2 separate regions of the Mus musculus genome follow, and region 2 is linked to region 1. Evidence: chromatin contacts called from public HiChIP or PLAC-seq data. All regions are on one chromosome and are shown on one strand. The core of a region is the stretch at or near the end of the contact, and the rest is flanking DNA. Distances in the headings are between cores, read along the strand shown. Region 1 holds the start of Tmem263 (transmembrane protein 263). Region 2 overlaps Polr3b (polymerase (RNA) III (DNA directed) polypeptide B).

Region 1 (5,503 bases), core at 1,993-4,492:
TATCCTAAACTTATCTACGTGGGGATACACTTTTTCAAGCAATTACTTTGATCATACCTTAAGAAGCAAAATATATTAATATATTATCTGGTTTTTAGGAGTTCATGATGCATACAAGCTTCTAGTTAAAAAAAAAAAAAAGCTTTCCTAAAGTAAGGCAATGATGACAACAGCCTTTAGATTAAAGCAAAGGACTAAATGTATTTTATAAACATAATCAGTTCAATCTTTTGATCCTGGCATGGGTAAACTATTATAATAGCAACAATAAAAGACTTCTTTACTACAGACTGTATAACATGATAGCAAATAATGGGAAAGGAATAATCTTTATCTAGTACAAAATAATACAGCAGCTGGCAAATATATTAAGCAAATATCAATACCACTATTCCCTAGAGGGTAATTTACTCCAATAATAGAAACAAGCAACCAAACACCTGTTGGAAACCTTTCCTTCTGTTATATGTGTGGATTTTTTAAGAAAAAAATAAAATCACTGATGAAGAAATGTCATTTGTGAGTTTCAGTAACATTTTATATACAAATTTAATTTGGGGCCACAAAGAAAACAAGATCTAAAAATATGTTTTTTTAAAAAGCCTCAGGGTATAACCTCTCTAAAGTCAAGTAAGTTAACAGTAAAAAGCTCAACTACAAAATACAGTGTGTACAGTGTGTAACACTTTACCTTCAAAGTCACTTTAAACATTTGTTACACAAGTAACAGGCTTCTTGTATAAGAAAAAGACTAAACTAGGCATGGTGGCTCACACCCATAATCTCAGCTCTCAGGAAGCTACAGCAAGACTTAGGAGGTCTAGGCCAGCCCAGGCTCTAGAATGAGAATCTATCTAAGAAGAAGGAGGGAGGGAATTCTTCTGCATGGGCTACGTGGAAAATAGCATGTCTTCATTCCTTTGCCAACTAACTTTGAGGAGTTTCAAAACTACACATATACTAGCAAGCAATGCACAGCAAGACATCACCTTGCTGGGTTTTATGCTTCTGTAGCTAACAATGCTGATCACTGCTTGTATAAAAGGTAGCTCCCGCCAACTAAATTAACAGCAAATAGACTACAAGAAAAGCACTGAGTTTGGCAACAAAGAAAAATTTATCAATGAAAGTTTTAAAATCCCACACGGCCGGGCAGTGGTGGTGCTCGCCTTTAATCCCACCACTTGGGAGGCAGAGGCAGGCGGATTTCAGAGTTCGAGGCTAGCCAGGTCTACAAAGTGAGTTCCAGGACAGCCAGGGCTACACAGAAAAAAACAAAACAAACAAACAAACAAAAAATCCCACACAAAGTGACAAATAATCGAGACTGTCAAAATAGTTTTAAGTATTTTTCTTAAAGAAACATGAAATAGGATTAAAATATTCTGCCAAGCCAGAAAACCAGTACTTCTGTCATCCTCACTAAAATACACTTAATTTGTTCAATAGATGCTGCCATTCCTACTTTGTGCCACATCTTGTTGAGACAATGAGTGAACATAAAGACCGTACTCTTAATTGTATGTCATCTGGTCCAGTAGCATCAGAATGTAGGAAAAGGGTAAAGACTCAAGGACGGAAACGGGAAAGTCAAGATTTTCCCCGAATATAAACATATATATATCAAACACTTTTGAATTTATATGTTAAAATCAATTAAACTTTTCGAATGATGTTTTCATTGAACTTTTTTCGAATGATGCTTTCATTGAACTTAGTTTCTGGTATAAGTGCTGCTATACAAAAAAAAATGAAAGTGAAAAATGAAAGCAGATGTGTATTAAGCGTTGCTAAAGCAAGAATGGAAACATACTTACCTGTTAGTGTGATAGCCCTTGAGCGGCAACAACTAGAAGTTTTAAGCACTAACCAATAGCAGATACAAATACCCACAATGTTTCCTTTTGGATTAGTAGCGTTCACAAGATACAAAAGACACAATCAAGTAAGATTTCGCTTCCTAGTCTAGGTGTTTCTAACTCTTCCCAGCAGCCCTAGCTCCCCCTCATTGATCCACCTTTAGGCACAAGCAAGTCTTTTTTTTTTTCCCCTGAGCAGAGCAGTGACGTGGCAGGAGAGGCAGAAAATGACCCTAGAGGCTGGTGCTGGCTTGGACACCTCCTTCCTCCGCCCCTTCGTTGTCCATCCAGCACACCCTAGTTCCTGCGGAATTCCAATATAAGACGGGCTTAAGAGAGACGATCCAACTTGATCCCGAGTGGCAGCTCCGGGGCTAGACTAGATGCTGCTTGTGCATGGCAGGCTCGGTTTTGGATTGAGCTTGGGGTCGGCAGTGACTGCACTGGCGGCTGCTCCAGGACTCCTTCCCCCCTGCTCCCCAGTCACTCCTTGACACTGCCAGCGCCCCTCTTCATTCCCACACCTGCGGGCTTAGAACAGGCGTGGGAGTGGAGTTCCCGATTTAGGAAGAGCAGCGGGAATCTCCGCTTGGAGCCAAGCCCTGTGTACTTGAACCCACCGGGACCGTTTATCAACAGGTCAGAAGTTAAGTGGGGCAAGGAAGCTGGGCTCCTCCTCGGATGCCCCATCTCCTCCTCCGCACCAGCCTGACACTCAAGGCAAGAGGTCAGACCCAGGCTTCCAGAGCGACTCCCTTCAACTGCAGACACCGCGTCCACAAACTCGTGGACCCACTGGGGTAACCCCATACCTCCGTACGCCCCCCAACGACTCCCGCCCATCCCCCTCCCGTTCAGTGTCCCCCCGCAAAGGGCCAGGCTGGAGCGGCCAGGCCCCGGGGTCGTGCAGGTGAGGTGCAGATGAGGCTAACGGGAAAGGGCCCGGAGTGCGGCCACTCAGGCCGACGACACCCTCCCGCCCCCGCCCCAGCCATGGGACACACTCACTCACCGCGGGGTCGAGGCCGGGAGCTGCGGCCGGGCGGAGGGAGCGGTGGCACGGAGAACAGCAGAAGCGGCCGGGGCAGCAGAGGCCCTGATGCGGCCCGGGAGTGGCTTACGCGACCTAGATGCTCTTCTCCGGCTCAGAAGTCGGAAGACTCTCGGTGCGAGGTCGGTGCGAGGCGGCGGCGGCGGCAGCGGCGGCTTCTGGCTGCGGACGTGGCGCCTGACGCGACCCGCCCCCTCCGCAGCCTCCGGAGCTCCCGCCTCCTCCCGCGCCTCGGGTTCCGACGCGCACGCGCACTCGCGCCCCCGGCCCTCCGCCCCCCCACCTCCCGCGCCCACCGGTCGCTCGGCGCGCGCAGCCCTCCCAGCAGCCCCCGGCCAGCCTGCGCGCGCGCCTCATCCGGAGGGTCTCCCCGCCCCCTCCGCCCCGGCCACCCAATCAGAGCAGGCGAGGGGGCGCTGCCCCGGCGAGGCGCGCGCCTCCGGCCTCGCCCGAGTCTTCGGCCACTCTCCGGGCTCGAGGGAACTAACGGTTATGGGGGTTTAGAACTTCTCCCCTGAGGAGGGCGGCATGCTCGCCGGTGTCTCCCTCTCCTTCGCCCAGGGGCTTCAACCTTTAGCTGCTGCCCTAAGGGAGTGACGGGCAGGGCCTCTGTCAGTCGCTCTCCCCAGGGCGCTCTGCGAGCCTGTGTCACCGAGTGATAGGGTGAGGCGAGGCCTTGCTAATTTGTGTGGGGTTTTTGTTGTTGTTGTTGGTCCACCTGGAGTCCTTGAGCGTAAACATGTCAGGTTCGCCCTCATCACACAGCGGATGCCCAAGGCCTTTCAGGGGGCCTTGAATTTTGGTAGCGAAAGAAGGTTGGTTCATCGATGTGAGAATTGAACTGGAGAGGGAGGAAAACTGTCACTTCCTAACTAGGGCTTCGTCAGGGCCCCTCCACGTTCTTGCCAGCCTTGGGGGGAGGGGGGATCCCTGGTGGGGTCCTGTAAAGTATTGAGCAGCCTAAGAAGATGCTGTCTGGGAAGTCCTCTGGGTTCAGCGTTGCCTCTGCTTCAGATGGGAAACAGGACAGTGAGCTTCCAAGGGGGCTTGTGATAGCTGCCTAGGAAGGCTGTGAGGAGGAAGCAGAGACGTGACGAAATGGCTACCTGACTAGATAATTGCTATTAGCTTTTCCTTGACTCTCAACATCTTTAAGATAAAAATGACAATAAGTCCACCCTACACTTTTGGGAAAGATAAGAAGAGAGACTGTGGGTGTAAGGGGGCTTTACTGAGAAATTATACCAAAACGTGAGATTTTTTTTCTTTTCACGACCTAGTTATCAAGTGGAAACATACACAGGACAGGGGACCTCAATTTTTAAATGAAAGTAATCAGCGTGGTGTAACTGGATAGCAAGTGTTTATCAAGTCTCAGAAAAGGGATGCTAACAGCAACAACAAAAAATCCTGAGAGGGAGCTAACCTTGGTTCAGTTCTTAAATAGAATGAACTAGAGCTTAACCGTTATCAAATCGATGAATTAAGTCCATTCAGATCACTGTGCTGAAATTATGATAATCTTGTTTTACAGAACTAAAAGAGAATGATGATTAGGAGAGTTTGAACTGTGGTATTAACTGAGTACCAATCTTTTATTGTCATAGACTCCTGAATTCTTAATAGGATTTTAATAGGTGATTTCAAGATTGAACCCTGGGCAAAATTACAATGCAGAACTTTATAACTTTCTTTCCAAATTGACTTACAGTTTTGCTAGTAATTAAGGCTATAATTCAAAGCAGTGGTATATTCTGTTTCATAAACCAATGAAGGTACCAGGGAGCTTTTGGCTCCTTCTGAACCTACAAGTACAGGTAGTCCAGTATTTCTTATAGATCTGACCCCAGTCAGTTCTTGCTGTCTCAGTTTCCTTACCTATAATAATGGAGAGAGGGCCCAGTGGTTAAGAGCACTCACTGCTCTTGCAAAGGTCCTGAGTTCAGTTCCCCACACCCACATGTCAGCTCACAGCTATCTGATGCCATCTTCTTTTTAAAAAGAACAACATCCCATTCAGTTCTAAGCCACTCTTGTCTATATGAGAATCTTAATTGAATTGTTTCTATCCTGATGCTATCTTGATTTCAGATAGCTTGGTGTAACCAGAAGGAACCTCAATGAAATCAGGCCCTATTTATTTTATAGGCTGACCTCCATTGTAGTTCTTGATTCTAATACTGTAATATCTTTATTTCTATATAATGTCTTTAAATGTCTTCAAATAATGAGTTCTTAATGCAGTAACTTAAGGCAAAACTTTCTTATACTACATTATAAATAGCTGAGATTATGACTCAGTTTAGAGTACTTGCCTAGCATGCCCCAAACTGTACCTCCATCACCTAAAACAAAAGTTAATTCTAGTTTAAGTGCCTCAGTTTTTCTCTAGTTGGTTACATTCAAAAAATTAGTTACCTTATTGATACCCTGGAGTAATTAGCAGTGACATTGCTTAACAGACTGGGCTAGTTCAAAATGTTAAGACCAGAAAGTAGCAAGACAGAAGACAGAATTGTGAAAGCAAAACATAAATTATATGTTGTAGCACTGAAGCTGAAGGAGGGGTCCAACCTTCTGCTCAGTACAGGAA
Region 2 (6,237 bases), core at 1,599-4,098, 410 kb after region 1:
GCCACTCCTCTCAGCAGGTTAAACCATCTATAGGATTCCACACTGTTTTCATGTAAGAAAAGGTACCCAAAGTTGCTCTTTCTAGTTCTTTGGCGTATAAAGACTGTGTAACTATATGATACATTTTATCTAAGTATATCATAGAACTCAAAATGGTATAACTACCACATAATTATATATAACATATAATTCCCCACTCATTCTTTTTCCAAGCATCTCTGTCTTATCAGTACGCACGTGATAGGCACATCTTTATACTGTGGTTGCTGTGGCACGTTGCTCCCTTCCAAAGGAATCTGTGTCACTGTGGGCATGGACTTGTTTACAAGCACCTGTTTGTTTTCCACTTTCTCACCTACAGAAAAGAGAAGAGCATTAAACACATCGCCATCACCTGACCTTTCTCATGTAATGAATCAGAAACAGACTGAGCACTACATGCCAAGTGAAACCCCAGCCCAATGAACTAGAACTGGAGATCACACAGCAAGGCAGACATCACCCCAGTCAACGGAGTTCACGTATCTATCTCTTAGGCTATCAGAGTAGGTTAGGAGCACTACTTGTTTGTAGACATCTCAACCAGTACCAAGCCACCGCCAGCTTACCTTGGAAAGGAAAAAATAAAATCTCTGGTTTTGCTACTATTTCAGTTTAAGGAACAGCTACTTAAATAACCATTCTCCTGCCTATTTCCAAAGCCATGGTGATCTGTGTTAAAGCTTCACAAAAATTTCCAAAGAAACAAAGGTAGACAGAGTGAAGGAGACTCACACACTTGGCAGATTCATGTTCCCTAGAGCACCGTCCATGCAGAGCGGAACTATGGCTGGGTCGTACAGAAGATGATTGGTCTGACACCAGACTTTTCAGCTGGTCCCTGTGTTCCGCACAGCCCTAATATGCAGTCTTCCTTTCAGACCACCTCAGCTACCAAACTTCTGTCACTCATACAGGTTTCCACTGGAGTTTTCTGATTCTTTAGCAGACGCCTCTTACCCATCTGCAGACATCAGCGCATTTCCTAACAGTGCAGATCTTCTTCACCAGGGCAAATCCTCTTGCCACACAATGATCTCATGGTTCTCTCTCTGATCCCTTACTCTGGATGTAACCTGACATGCTTGTGTGTGATCTGATGTAATGTCTGCCTTCTACACTAGCCTGTAGGACCAAAGGCAAGGGCTGTCTCATTACAAACTCATTACACGTTTGTAATCATAATGAAGTCCTTCCCTTTAGGGAAAAGGAAGTCCAAAGTCAGACCATAGACAAAATGTGTGAATTTAGAAATAACCAGCATAGATGCAGAGTCAAGACCGGATTCAAAACATGGTTTCAAGTGTGGCTTTTGTGTAATTTAAGGTTATGCCTAGGATGCATTTTTGCTATGGGAAAACACACTTAATGCATAGAAAAACATAGGAAGAAAATTCAGTGAAAATGACCACACTGGCTGAATGTAGATGGGGGTATTACAGTACAGATTACTTTCTGCCCTGTTTATCAAAAATTCAGAAATACTGTTAAGTACCTCTCACAATTTAAAAAACTATACACTGAAATCCATTATTTTTTAAGGGTTTTTACCTGGAGAACAAATGCCATCTGCATCTAAAATTTCATGTCGCCAGATGGGTTTTCTGGTAGCAGCATCCAACATGGGACCCATCACCTTATCAAAGGTCTGATTGGTGTATCGTTTCAAGGTGCACTTAGCATTTTTATACACAAGACAACGCCCAAAACCTGAAATGAAATCCCAAATGGGTCAGAATCCCTGGTAATATGAAACTAAGAGAAGACATGGATTTGTGGTACTCAATAAGCCACTTCTCCACACATTTCCAGAAACAAAATGAAAACACAAACTTCAGACTACTTTACCATTGGTCAATAAGCCACTTCTCCACACATTTCCAGAAACAAAATGAAAACACAAACTTCAGACTACTTTACCATTGGTCAATAAGCCACTTCTCCACACATTTCCAGAAACAAAATGAAAAAACAAACTTCAGACTACTTTACCATTGGTCAATAAGCCACTTCACCACACATTTCCAGAAACAAAATGAAAAAACAAACTTCAGACTACTTTACCATTGGTCAATAAGCCACTTCTCCACACATTTCCAGAAACAAAATGAAAAAACAAACTTCAGACTACTTTACCATTGGTCAATAAGCCACTTCTCCACACATTTCCAGAAACAAAATGAAAAAACAAACTTCAGACTACTTTACCATTGGTCAATAAGCCACTTCACCACACATTTCCAGAAACAAAATGAAAACACAAACTTCAGACTACTTTACCATTGGTAAAACCAATGTTACCGGCAAAACCCAAGTAACAATGAGGATGGCTCTTGCTCCTCTGCCAACTGTCTATGTAACACTGATTCCCACAGCCATGCTCCAGCACACCATCCAACAGGTCATGCTGGAGGACAGTGACACAAAGCCACAAAATACCACAACGGCAAAGGGCCTTAGAAACCACCTTTGGGCATTCTGCGTGAGGGCCAGAGAATTAAGCAGTGTCACTCAGGAAGTTGGTAGCACACCTGAAAACAGACCAACCCCACCAAGTCTCAGGCCAGGCTGCTCAGCACAAACTCTCTGTGTTGTAGTTTCTGTCAAGCCTCCCTGAAAGGTCTTCCTTTCTTTGATTCTGGCATTTATGGTTAGAGCTAAGCAAGCAAGCAAGCCTCCTCCCTTTTATAAAGTGAGAGTGACTGTAGGATGAACAAAATGTAAGATGGAGTCATCTGCAAGTCTCGGGTGCTGCTTATCATCATGGCTCCCAGTGGCCTGTGCAGCCTAGGGAAACTCAGCTCGGAGGGCCAGCTGCTCTGCTAATATTACATGATCTGAAGCTGTGATTCAACAGCCATTAACAACACGCTGCAGTGTATGGGAGTCCAAATGGCACGAAATCATCCCATGGCTTCTTCTAAGCATAAATGGACATTTTATTTATAGGCGGAAGCTTAAAAGCTAACAGAGGGTAAACTCTGATCATTAAATTGTATTTCTGATAGACATCACAAAGTCTTCAGATTTCCACCATCAACGTTACCAGTTAATCAGAAAGGAAAATATCTAGTTTCAAAGCATGGCTGTTGTCACTTGAAAAAAAAAGGGGCATAAATTCAGTGCAGCCAACATTAATGCCAGTGACACATGTCTAGGAGTACTATTATGGCTGCCTAGCAACTAGGGAGAGGGAAGGGGAGGCATCGTGGATATGCCAGAGAGGGAAGGAGCTAGAGCCTGAATAGAGAAGTCAGCCTGCAGACCAGGTGGTGCTGGCTAGGTCATGCAGTGCTGACCTGTGGAAGGAGAACGTTAAAAGAGGGAAGCATAAAAAAAGCACAAAAACTACAAGATAAGGTTTGTGTCTCTGTACATCCCTGGCTTTTGACATGTGGCTAACAAATGGATCATAGGCTGTGCACTTAAGCTGTATAGTAACAGCCCTTCCCACCTGCCCTCTCAACACGTTTATTGTTGCATGTATTACCAGATTTATTAAAAACAGACACCCCACCCCACCAACCCCCACCCCAGCCCCCAGCCCCCCACCCCCTACCCCACACACAAAAAAATGAACCTTTCACATACTATTTAATTCCTGGTGGGGAAAAAAAGCCCCTCATTATATTCTCTATGAGAAATGTTCAAGTTACTAGTAAAATAAAGAAATAAAGATCCTGAAGTTAAACATTTAATACATTGTTTCAATGTCAGTCATTAAGAACAAAGCAAGCAAACAAAACCAACACAAAAGTGTAGCAGGTCTTACAGTTTTCTCGACATGGCAGTGAACCACACCCAGGAGACCTCAAGGAAATGGCTACACAAGAGCTGCACAATGACAACACTAGCTGATATGCCAAGGTGGGCAGAAATGCACAAGTCTCTACGCCTAGATTAAGAGCTATAGGCAATCAATGGCTGCCAAGAGGGAAAATAGTTTTCTTACAGACAGACTCCCTGCTAAGTAGTCAATCCCAAGTGGTCAGTCCAAAACACATGTACACACAAGCAACATTTAAGACTCTGGATAGGGCGATGAAGGAGGGAGGAAGATGGGTGGCAATGATGTAAATACAGTACTCATACAGGAAGTTCTCAATTTAAATAAAACGATACAACAGCTCCAGTTTGTGTATAAAATTCAATTGTTTTGAACCTGCACTGCATTCTGACCCCAAGTAATATTTATAATCATCACTTACTATATCTAATTCTGCAAAAGAGTTCTTCTGGTATTTAAGAATTCACTTACCTCTGTCCAGAGAGGCCTTGTTCAAAACCAGCGCGTCCTCAATGTCATAGCCGCTGTAGCTCATCACGGCAACAGTTGCGTTCTGGCCAGCCGGCAACTTCTCAAAATCTATCAACTCGATTGTTTTTGTTTTAACCATGGGCTTTTGTGGATATGCTAGTAGATACATAAGTGTATCAATTCTGTTCCGTTGATTGTAGCCAATGGTACCTTTATTGATATTGGAGAAAACAAAAACAACCATTATATCCTGTAGAATAATCAGGTAGCAGTGAGTTTAAATACTTAAACTTAACTGAAATGAGGAGAACCTCAGGTTAAACATTTCAAAATAATACAATATAGCTATTGATTTTTTCTAAAGCATCTTTATTACTTTGATTATATTTTTTTCTGGGATTTCAAATATTACTGAGAAAAGTTACTAATATTTGAAATCCCAGAAAACATATAATCAGAGTAATAACAATCTAAACAATTTCAACTTTTTTGGACTTAATAAGGGCAATCGATCCTATTTGCATAATTTTCGTTGTTACTGGTTAATTTCACAAGTTAACTTCACAATCCTGCACTGGGCTCTGTTAGGATGACTTGAGCAACACTGGGTTTTCACATGCAAGAGCTCACACAGCAAGAACTAATGACAACAAAAGATTTAAATGTCAGAAAAAGTGAGAATGGATCAGGAAAGAAGATCTCAACTGAAGGCAGAGAAGCACGGGCTTGCTAATTTGTTATTTATGAAGCACCAACTAACCAACAAACAAAACCTCCAAAGACCATCACCTGTCAAACACTAGGAACACTTGGGAAAAGGCTAGGGGCCCTCTCTTAAGGAAGTGAAAATGCAGCCTGGCTAGGAGGAGGAGGGAGGACACTGCCTGGCTAGGGTGAGGAGGGGGGACACTGCCTGGCTAGGGTGAGGAGGGGGGACACGGCCTGGCTAGGGTGAGGAGGGGGGACACTGCCTGGCTAGGGTGAGGAGGGGGGACACTGCCTGGCTAGGGTGAGGAGGGGGGACACTGCCTGGCTAGGGTGAGCTCTTTCCTTCTTAGCCTTCTCCCCTTACAGGCCTTAGAAGGGTGTGTTACTGGGGTATTGTTAACTACAAGTGAAATCTGAACTTTAACCCTACAGTGGAATTTATGGCCTTCCAGAAGAAGAGTTTTTCCATCCTTTGGGCTCATAGACACATAGCTGACCGTAAAACAGAGACTTTAAACGAGGAGATGGGAGACCTACCCTGCTGTAAGATCTCATGGGGGCTACTGAATCACCTTCACTTCTGAGCATTCTTCACTCATGAGTGACTGTGGTGAGGGGTTGCTTGTTTTACACATGGGCCTCTATGGTGACATACACACATTCTCATCAGCCCTGGGGATGGATACCCAAACTCTCTATTTCGTTTCCTCTAGCTTCTGCATCTTTGTGCTACTGGCTCACCTGCGTTTCATTCCCAGCACTACCTCTCCTGTCCGCCCTCCTCCCTCCCCCCCAAAATCAATAGCAATCTCAAATCAGGGCTGAAACCAACTACTTGAGCAGGGAAAAAAAAATTGCCACTCTTGACAATCACCACCAAAGGCAACGACAAGAGCCGCGCAGAAGGCGCACTGCAGAGTGAGGAACTCATTACGGTTGCTCAGGAAATGTCAAGTGAATTCGAGGGAAGAAACCGTGCTCCTTGCCAGAGCATGGATGCACCTGTGCTTCAGTCTTCACAGAACTTAGCGAAAGTCAGCAGAGAAACAATAGTCAAGTTGAACCTCATGGACCTTTTGTTGAGTCTGCACTGCACTAGGAAGTACAATTTGTGTCATTTCAGTGACAACAAATAAAGCAGACAGGATACCTGATGGTGGCCACTCACTGCTGTAGCCTACGACTGCTGCTGGGGTCATAACAGCTCACGGATAAGACATTTATGTCTCTCT

The links. HiChIP or PLAC-seq counts read pairs in DNA pulled down with a chosen protein or histone mark.
Region 2: a contact with region 1 is called in an H3K4me3 HiChIP or PLAC-seq map of stem cell-derived neural progenitor cells, with 2.4 times the contacts expected there. The contact joins the enhancer-like site here to the promoter of Tmem263 in region 1. A contact is called at or near these places in 5 of 39 promoter capture datasets (the 3T3-L1 cell line, 3T3-L1-derived adipocytes, cranial neural crest and 2 more), 1 of 484 Hi-C or Micro-C datasets (embryonic stem cells), 3 of 115 datasets of contacts at active chromatin or transcription factors (embryonic forebrain, memory CD8 T cells and stem cell-derived neural progenitor cells) and 1 of 9 other capture datasets (embryonic stem cells).

The regions. Positions count from the first base shown.
Region 1 is chr10:85,100,366-85,105,868 of GRCm38.p6, reverse strand. Tmem263 (transmembrane protein 263) reads right to left here and starts at 3,242. Exons shown (of 3, transcript NM_001013028.2): 1 at 2,872-3,242. It overlaps Fhl4 (four and a half LIM domains 4), which reads left to right and starts at 3,374. Exons shown (of 2, transcript NM_010214.4): 1 at 3,374-3,573.
Region 2 is chr10:84,691,067-84,697,303 of GRCm38.p6, reverse strand. It overlaps Polr3b (polymerase (RNA) III (DNA directed) polypeptide B), which reads right to left. Exons shown (of 28, transcript NM_027423.2): 20 at 4,298-4,507; 21 at 1,591-1,749; 22 at 238-355. Among named protein-coding and RNA genes, the nearest start is that of Rfx4, 62 kb to the left of the region's middle. Within about 2 kb of position 2,848, at least 11 of the 459 cell types and tissues checked have an H3K27ac peak or open chromatin away from gene starts, as enhancers often do. A contact at or near this core is called in stem cell-derived neural progenitor cells, where this site is marked.